Linked DNA regions of Zea mays: region 2 is linked to region 1. Evidence: chromatin contacts called from public Hi-C data. All regions are on one chromosome and are shown on one strand. Each heading gives the region's core, a stretch centred on a gene start, on an enhancer-like site or on the middle of the called end of the contact. The rest is flanking DNA. Distances are from core to core; before and after follow the strand shown. Region 1 has its middle 140 kb from the start of LOC100193483. Region 2 holds the start of LOC100280761 (RNA-binding protein 8A).

Region 1 (4,726 bases), core at 656-3,155:
CAGGTGGACAAAAATTTAAGAATGGAATTCGTAGTAGCAGCCACACGGAGCCGTCGGGGGCCAGCAATGAGACAAGAGATCGCTAGGAACTACGACTGACGACGAGCGAGATGCTAGTATGTGACTAAATGGAAGAGGTAGCCACCCGCCCGCTCGGTGCTACTACCTTCGTACCTCACGTGAGGGTGTCGCTACTCAGACACGGCCAAATAGGAAGCAGGGAAGGGGAAACTAACCGGGGCGTAGATGACGTGATGATGCGAGGGTGGCCGATGAAGGCGCTCTGCAGGGAGGCGAAGCTGGAGCAAAGCGACGACGACAGTGTCGCCATCTGCCCACCTCTCTCAATCTATCTCGTCTCGGCCTCGCAGTCGCGGCCACCAACTACTTCAAAGCCCCAGTGTCCGTCCTACTGCGGTTGTCGCGGTAGATCTCGGGCGAGCGAGGTAGGGGAAGAGGTGTGTGTTGATGGGTGGCAGGGGCATCGCGAGCGGAGGTGGGTGTGGCGACAACTATCGGGGGAAGGGAGGGGGGTCACCGCGAGCAGGGCGGGCGCAGCGGCCGTGTGTCCTCTATCGAGGCGAAGGCTGAGGCGAGCATTGCATGGCTGGGGAAGACGGGGGCGGGGGCGTCGGGGTGGGTGGAAGCGAGGGACACCGAGGGGAGGGGGTGCACGTGTGCGGGCATCGCGACGACGACGCTGGAATCGCGAGGGCTTGCAGGCGAGGATGGCGCGGAGGGGGCCGTCGGGGCGGGGGCGCATATAGCGGGAAGCGAGGCGTATAGATATTGGTGGGGAGGCATCAGCGCGATAGCAGGACACGAGGCGGTGGGACAGGGACAACTCGTGGGGCGCGCGAGGGCATGGTGACGCTACTCTGGACTCCCACACTGTGTCCTTATAGAGTAGCGGAGGTGGGTGTGGCGGGTGGCAGGGGGCATCGCGAGCGGAGGTGGGTGCGGCGACGACTATCAGGGGGAGGGAAGGGGTCACCGCTAGCAGGGCGGCCGTGCGTCCTCTGTCAAGGCGAAGGCTAAGGCGAGCATTGCGCGGCTGGGGGAAGACAGGGGTGGGGGCGTTGGGGCGGGTGGAAGCGAGGGGCGCTGAGGGGAGGGGGTGCGTGGGCATTGCGACAACGGCGCTGGAATCGCGAGGGCTTACAGGCGAGGATGGCGCGGAGGGGGCCGTCGGGGCGGGGGCGCATATAGCGGGACGCAAGGCGTATAGATTTTGGTGGGGAGGCATCAGCGCAATAGCGGGACGCGAGGCGGTGGGACAGGGACGACTCGTGGGGCGGGGGCATGGTGACGCTACTGTGGACGCCCACACTGCGTCCTTATAGAGTAGCGGAGGTGGGTGCGGCGGGTGGCAGGGGGCATCGCGAGCGGAGGTGGGTGCGACGACGATAATCGGGGGGAGGATGGGTCATCGCGAGCAGGGCGGGCACAACGGTCGTGCGTCCTCTGTCAAGGCGAAGGCTGAGGCGAGCATTGCATGGCTGGGGGAAGCGAGGGGCGCCGAGGGGAGGGGGTGCGCGTGCGCGGGCATCGCGACGACAATGCTGGAATCGCGAGGGCTTGCAGGCGAGGATGGCGCAGAGGGGGCCGTCGGGGCGGGGGCGCATATAGCGAGACGCAAGGCGTATAGATTTCGGTGGGGAGGCATCAGCGCGACAGCAGGACGCGAGGCGGTGGGACAGGGACGACTCGCGGGGCGGGGGCATGGTGACGCTACTATGGACGCCCACACTGCGTCCTTATAGAGTAGTAGAGATACCTTGTACTTTGAGTCATGGTTGTGTTTCACAGCCCCTCCCCCTTTTCCGTACAGAATTTCCTGTGCTTCATTTTGTCCCACGATGTAATCCAAAACGATGTACGGCCCGGCCCGTTCCCATAATGTGTGATCCAAAATGAGTCCGGTCCCCAAAATGCAATTGGCCCAAAAATGTTCTGCCGCGTCCATGTCAAATGCAACGTGACATTTCAATTTGTCTGCATGTCTTTCTTTTTATTTTAAACGGGTTTCAAGTAATTTTTCAATGATTTTTTTCAGGTAGAAACTCACTATGAGTCTGATTGTATATGTTGAAGCTTTTCCCAATCAGATTTCTTTTAAGAACATTCAAAAGAGTGCCTCACATTTAATTTTCCCAATCAGATTAGCTTCATATAATACAGATAGCCATGCGTTGTAGTGGTACTGCTTGATTTGAGCTGAGTGTGTACAGGGTTCAACCCTGCCCACGTCACATTCTTGGTTTTTGAGCTCGGTGCAAACCATAAAATGGCGCACTAATCGGTTCAATCTAAAAACTTAAGTTGTTAAGAGAAAGTAGGCAATCTACACATATACACTTGAACACATTCACTCATATGCAGACATAGAGAAAGGCGTAAACGTGAAAATAAAGGCATAAATAATGAAGCCTCTGCCACCTAGAGACCTCCGTTTGTCGAATAATATGATATCGACCATACCAAATTAAAGGAAGAGCCAATCAACTACTTTGTCGACCGATAAACCTGCCAAATACCAAAATCTAATGGCTAGTTTGGAAACCTCATTTTCCCAAGGAAAATTAGTTAATTTTCCCTTAGGAAAATAGACATCCATTGGAAAAATGGAGTTCCCAAACTAGTCATAAAGAGGATTATACGTACGATAGACCAATCTCCAACTAGAGTAGATCGAGCTCCTTCACCTTGCTGATGTTACAATAATAATAATAACAAATAAAAAGGTTGGGAACAATTTTGAGAAAAAAATATCCAGCTGTTAATAATAACAGCAGACCACTCTCCACTTAATAAGATACTGGATTATATTTGGAGTCCTAATGGGCTTCTGTTTTACTTTGAGAGGCCCTGCAAACCCAATGTTGTATTGATATTATAAGATCATAAGAGAGGAATAAATAATACTAGTATAATACCCGTGCATTGTGACGGTATCCAACCATATTTGATGATATTAATTGGGTGACCAAGCGACACTTGAGAGTCTTAATGGACCTTCCACATAAAAATACACATAATAAATGAATTTAATGTCAAAGTGAACATATTATTCATATACCAGATATTGAACCGGTGAAACAAATATTACACTTGATCTAACGCTTAACATGATTACTGAAATACATACTTGCTCTTGTCTTTAGAGTATCATATCAAACAATAAAAATATTTTCTGCTTTTACAGAGCCTTGTACTTATTTCCAATTGTGTAGTTGGTTTCACTTAAAATTCAATGTGAAATGAATTCGGCCTGAACAAAACTTTTTCATAGTTATGCTCTAGCAATGTTCCACAATTAAATGGCTAGAAATCTGTATAAGACCTTGCTGCATTTGGTGATGTGTGGAATGCACGAACTACACCCTATGTTGAATGAGAGGAGCGGAGCTCGCGCCGGAGCGGAAGACGAGTGAGCTAGGCGACGGACTCCCGGTCCCTGGGGGCGACGAGGAGGTTTAGAGTTGGCTAGACTCGATGCAACTTTTATCACCTAGTGAGCATTTTTATCTGGAGGCGAGCGCCCTAATCTTCCTCGCCGGTGGCGGTGCAACAGCGGAAGAAGTGGGCGAATGTTGTTGCGAAATGGATGAGATTTGTTGCTAGAGCGACAGCTACAAGAATGCTGATGTGCAAACAAATAAGGTAGAGGATGGGATACGATCTTAGACCGTAGGCTGATTTTAAAGAAATATAAGGGTTTTTTTTTAAAAAATGATGCAGTACGACCGTTCAAACTAATGCTTTAATATAGTAGAGAATTGACGGTCCATGATGCTCGGGCCGGGGGTTACTTGTCTTGTCCCTGTCCCCCGGCCGGCCCTGCTTGCCGACATGTCATATCTTGTCCACCCGTCGGATGCTGCTGTTAAACAACAAATCAACAATAATAATGCAGCACCCAGATAATTAATATACCGACGACCTGCATTCCCACAGCAAATCATCGGCCAAACGACTTCGCCAGACCACTGCCAACAATCGGGTTGGGCTTTTCGGTGGTGGGGTGGGGGTGGGATCGATCGGCAGCTCCTCCCTGACCTCCTCCATTGTTGGCTTTTTGAGCTTGGCGCCATGCTGCGCGAGCGAGCAATGTAACTAATGCATGCATGCAGGCATGCCGTGGGCCTTTCTGGCTCGATCTAGGCGAAGCGTCGTCCATGTGATGTGTGGTGAGAACGATGAGACGATGACGATGGACCGGACGAGATGCATGTGTCCACTCCAGATAGCTAGTAGCGTCGTCGTCGTCGTCCTGTCCACCTCGCACGCACCCAATGACCACACACAGCGAGCGAGCGAGCTAGCAAGCAAGCAAGCTTCTTGTCCTAGCTAGCTCCTGGTGTGCTGATCGTCCCTGCCTTTAATTTGTTTGTTTGGTGGTGGTGATGGTGCGATCATCATGACTAATTGGCCATTACCATACCATGCCATGGCACTGTTGAAGATTCTCAACTCACTACTAGCTAGCTAGCTAGGAGGCCATATGGCACTGGACTTTGCTTTGCGTCGTCGTCGTCGCCTCTCATTACATTTCAGCGCAAAGCGAATGAGTGGGGTGAGCTGGAAAGGAGGCAGCAGATCGAGCATGCAGCAGCAGCTAGGGGCGGCCAGGCCAACACAACAACACACAGCCAAGGGCAGGCAGGCCCCTATGCTGGGAGCTATAGGAGGAGAGGGTATCTAATCAAATCAAATCTTCTAACCT
Region 2 (4,726 bases), core at 1,627-4,126, 240 kb before region 1:
CGCAGAGCTCGTCAACATATGCTAAGGGTCGCCAATCCGCTCCAACACCATAGACAAACTGCTGCAGCAGACAGGGTTGGTAGTGGACTACCAGCACCGCTTCCTCACCCTCGTCCTGCTACGATGGCCTCACCTAGGCACGAGGTGGACCTATTCACCAGTGGCCACGTCCAACCTCTCGCCTCCGACGTTGAACTTCAATGCCTCACCAACTTGCATGTGGCTGAGCCTCAGCGCAGGCGTATGAACGTCATCGGTACAAGGCGTTGTCCACCTTAGCTCCGAATGTTGGGGTCCATCATTTAGGAGTTCGACGCCCTCTCGATGACATTCTAGTATTGCGTCTGTTCCCACCACAAGCACGACGTGGGCACTTGATATGTGGCAGCACGAGCTCTCATCGAACTTCAGGCACTAATGGAGGAATTGTTGCTGCCCTACGGGTAGGTCTTCGACACGCCCCATTGTCTTCTCCTAGATACAGCCATGACCATCACATCCAGTGGTAGAGCCAGACTAAAATAGAAGCCTGGGCACCGCTGGTAGAAGGACGGATGGCGGAAGCGAAAGGCCGCGGGCATGACGGCGAGGAGGAAGACCGCCCACGAGCCCACAACCGTCAGTTCGTCACACACGACTGAAGAGAGTTCGAATCTCTGAGGCGACGATTTTTTATTTGTTCATTTTTTCTCATCAGTTCGGAGCAGAATCTATGTTCATAAAGAGCAGACTAATTCCGAATCCTCGTAAAATCTTTCACAAATTTGCATCAAAGCCACCAAAATTCTCTCAAAATCAAGTGTTTGGGTATTGCTAACATGTCGGTTGGGCTAGTGTCGTTGCAGGCTCGACATCCACGCTCATGGTGGGGACAACAATACTACGCCATCGTTGGTCAGTAACTCCTCGCCCGACGTCGTAATCCCCAACCCAGCAACGACGCTTCTTGGGGCCAAGAACTGTTGCACACCTGCCAGATTGGCACACGAACTTTTGCAGGGTGGACGTCTCCGGGGATAGCGGCACGGCGTGTCGGCGGCGGCGGCAGTGTCAATGGCGGCTAGACGGAGATCAGGGGTTTCTGTTGTTTTTTTTTTTCTTGTTGAAAGGGGAGAGGAAATAGGAGTGCAAGGTGGTACGAGGATCGGGCCTTTGTCCTACCGCTAGGCCTGGACTCGGCGGTGCATGATGGTGAGCAGCGGAGCCAAGCCCGGGCACATGCCTCGGCAGGCCGATGCTGGCTCCGCCGCTGATCGCATGCATATACTGTCAGAGTTTACTTCAGTGGCGATGTGCCGAGCTTCTGAAAGATGAGATCGAGCACCAGTGGGACAATATGCTAGCACACGGTATCATCCAAGAGTCAACTTGCCATTTTCCTCCCCGATGCTCCTTGTCTGCAAGCACGACAACAGCTAGCACTTCTCTGTTGACTACCGTGCCCTCAATAATAACACCGACAAGGATAGGTTTTTGATATTGGTGGTTGATGAGCTCTTGGATGAGCTGAAGGGCGCTCGTTTCTTCACCAAGATTGACCTGCACAGTGAGTACCATCTTTGGTGACATCACCAAGACGACGTTTCGTACCCACCTGGGCCACAACAAGTTTCCCGCTGACCAACGCTCTAGCCACATTCCAAGGTCCAGGCATTGATGAATGATGTCTTGAAGCCTTTCATCCAGCGCTTTATCCTTGTGTTTTTATGATATAGTAATATTCAGCCCTTCGTGGACTGAACATTTAAATGTCCGTACCATGTTGCAGCAAGTGTGAGACCACCTCTTTGCCAAGCACTCCAAATGCCACTAATAACAGCACCATTCCAAGTGTCCGTCCAGCCCAAGCCATAGATAAGGCTGGGCTAGTTAAGAAAGAGGAATTAGAGGGAAGATTTTAGGAGCTGTGATTGAATAATTGTATAAAGTTCCAACTGATGCAAGGGAAACAACAAAGAAGCTCAATTGCGACCTCACATGAACCAAAACTTTAGAACTACAGAAATAAACAATGTCATATAACAGTAGTCAGGTTGAAAATAACTCTCTTGGTATAGCTACAAAAAAAAAAGTAGAACACTTGAATTTATTATTATACCCTCGACCCATCACTATCACTATTAATATCGGGGTAAGGTGTAACCTGAGATTAAGTTCCCTAGACAAAACCCATAGAACAATTCACTGCAGCAACTAGATCACCCAAAGCCCCACATCACATTACTTGCGAAAAAATCGATCTTTTCCACATCGGAACAAGTTTTGCTAAGTCGGCCATGGAATTAACCGATCAATGAGAAATATTAAGGTTATTCGAACACCCCATATCCGCTCATCAGACAGAGAAAGCAATACATCGAAGCGACACAAATACTGACTACACAGGCAGTTAGGCACCCATAACAAATTTGAGAATCAAACAGTCCTACTTGCCTCAGTAATACGTTACCAAAAAAACGCTAGCAGTTCAAGCAAACCTTTGAGGAAAAAAAAAAGAAAATAAAGAAAGAGAGGAGAAGGCGTACATTGGATGGGTCCCGGGCCGCCGAGCGAGTCGAGGTCGGCGCGTCCCCCCGCGCCAAAGCGCGAATCGCGGGGCGCAGAGGAGTTGGGGTCCTCGCGGAAGCCGCGGCCCTTGGTCCTACGCGGCGCGTCGTCGCCCGCGATGGTGGAGCGGAGACGCGAGGTGGGGGCCGGCGCTGGATCCGGCCCGGCATCCTCGTCCATGAGGTCGTCGTCGTCTAGGTCGAAGTCGACCACCTCCACATCGGCGTTCATAACCGCCGCCATAGCCGCCGCCGCCGCCGCCGCCGCTGGATTCGGTTGGATAGGGTTGGGGGAAGGGCGACTTTTGGGGATTTCGGGAATTGCTAGGCGACTTTTCAAGGTAACCCCTGAGATATTATTATTAGCATTTGTAAGACGCCTCTGATCTAGAGATGTCAATGGGAAAATTCCCCACCGAGTTATAGCATCTCATACTCATCCCGATCATGTTTGATCCATTCACATACTCATTCTCATACTCATCATGAGTACAAAACTCATCACATACTCATTCACATTCGGGTTTCGGGTCCCCAATGGGTCTCCATCCCCAATTAAGTGATAACTAGGTACTAACATATAGCACAAACAATCTAGATTTCAGACATCACTACATCGACAAGCACGCATCTATGAATCATGATCCATTCATTCATCCATCAGAAAAGACATAAGTACGTCGGGACCGATAAAAGAAATGGAGAAATGGAGTTTTCTCACCTTCCTTGGTCACCATCTGAGTTGTTGGCACCTGAGAATCCATGGTTGTCACCGTCGTTTGGGCAAGGTGTAGCATATGACTGGTTATTTTAGAGTTTTGTTTTTTACTAGTCTGCTAGTTGCCTTGTTGGGCTAGCACCTGGGGCCTGGTGCGCTGTCGTGCTGGGCTTAGTGGTCGGCTCGGCCTCAACTCATTCATACAAACACGACAGGTGTACACGTATGAAATACTTATGGGTAATCAGGTTCGGATTATTGCTTCCCAAACCCATACCCGTTTACCCAATGGATGGAGATTTTGTCTCATATCCATACCCATGGGACAATTTTCGTCCCATACCCGTACCCTAATAGGGGAATTCCCTACGGGTTGGCGGGTATCGGGTCTCCATTGACATCTCTACTCTGATCTGATAGGCATCTCAGTTTTCATGTGAGTACTCGAGGTGTGTTTGGTTCAAATTCCTGAACCAAATTGGCAGTCAAAAAAGTCTAGAATCTTAATTAAATAGGTACAATAATATAATAGATTTTTTAAAATCTATATATTCTTCTAGTTCAATGTAGAATCACTTTCAACCCCAAAATTTTTAGATTCATGTCATCGATATTATCTACAATTGAGAGTGTTTCAACCAAACATATTTTAGTTTTCTCACAATCGTTAGCTCATAGCAGCTTTCTCACATCTCATAGATAGAATTGGATTTTTAGAAATCTACAATTGAACCAACCAAACCCTAGAACAGGTAAGACACCACATCGACCAATTGCTTTTGCCTATCAGCTAGTGGCATCTTCAACGGTATCCAAAATGCTACGAGGCAATTGATTTTGTGTTCCTTAAAGATTAAAATATGTTTCTAAAATATTCTCCAACATGTTTACTATTTTCTATATGAAGTTATTTCGTCTCCTCATTTACATATACAATAATCTGGAACGTCATAATTAGATACTCAGGGGCACTAACATTTGTATCTAAAATACCACAATCAGGTTCCGCAACATGTACTGCGACTATAATATGTACCACGAAGAAGTGGTAAAAACCATAGAAGTTGAGGCACAAACTTGCTTCTCATCAAGGCCAATATGTCGGAGTACCAGACTCTTCCTAATTATATCATCCTATGAAGATACAACATGTCTCGTTTTACAAATTTGGTATGCTTATGAGTACAGTAGAAATAATATCTCTTTGATCTTTTAGGATAGCCAATGAATAACAACTTATTATCTTAGGGTCTAAGTTTATGATATTTAGGTTAAATATCTTAGCTTCTGCTATGCTGCTCCACACGAGCAAATGAGTTAGTAAGGACTTTCTCCTAGCCCATAACTCATATGATATTTTAGGGATTGACTTAATGGGAAATATACAAAGGATATGAGCAACGGTATTTAGTACCTCCATCGACAAAATGAAGTAACTTATCATGCTTATTACCATATCCAT

Evidence for each region. Hi-C and Micro-C count contacts between places; a contact is called where the count stands out from the background.
Region 2: a contact with region 1 is called in a Hi-C map of leaf, with 2.6 times the contacts expected there. The contact joins the promoter of LOC100280761 here to the enhancer-like site in region 1. A contact is called at or near these places in 9 of 25 Hi-C or Micro-C datasets (bundle sheath, ear, leaf and 2 more).

What each region holds. Positions count from the first base shown.
Region 1 is chr10:89,768,765-89,773,490 of Zm-B73-REFERENCE-NAM-5.0, reverse strand. It overlaps the pseudogene LOC103642609. Among protein-coding and RNA genes, the nearest start is that of LOC100193483, 140 kb to the right of the region's middle. Within about 2 kb of position 1,905, at least 3 of the 20 cell types and tissues checked have an H3K27ac peak or open chromatin away from gene starts, as enhancers often do. A contact at or near this core is called in bundle sheath and leaf, where this site is marked.
Region 2 is chr10:90,010,139-90,014,864 of Zm-B73-REFERENCE-NAM-5.0, reverse strand. It overlaps LOC100280761 (RNA-binding protein 8A), which reads right to left and starts at 2,876. Exons shown (of 4, transcript NM_001153682.2): 1 at 2,526-2,876. The coding sequence starts at 2,790.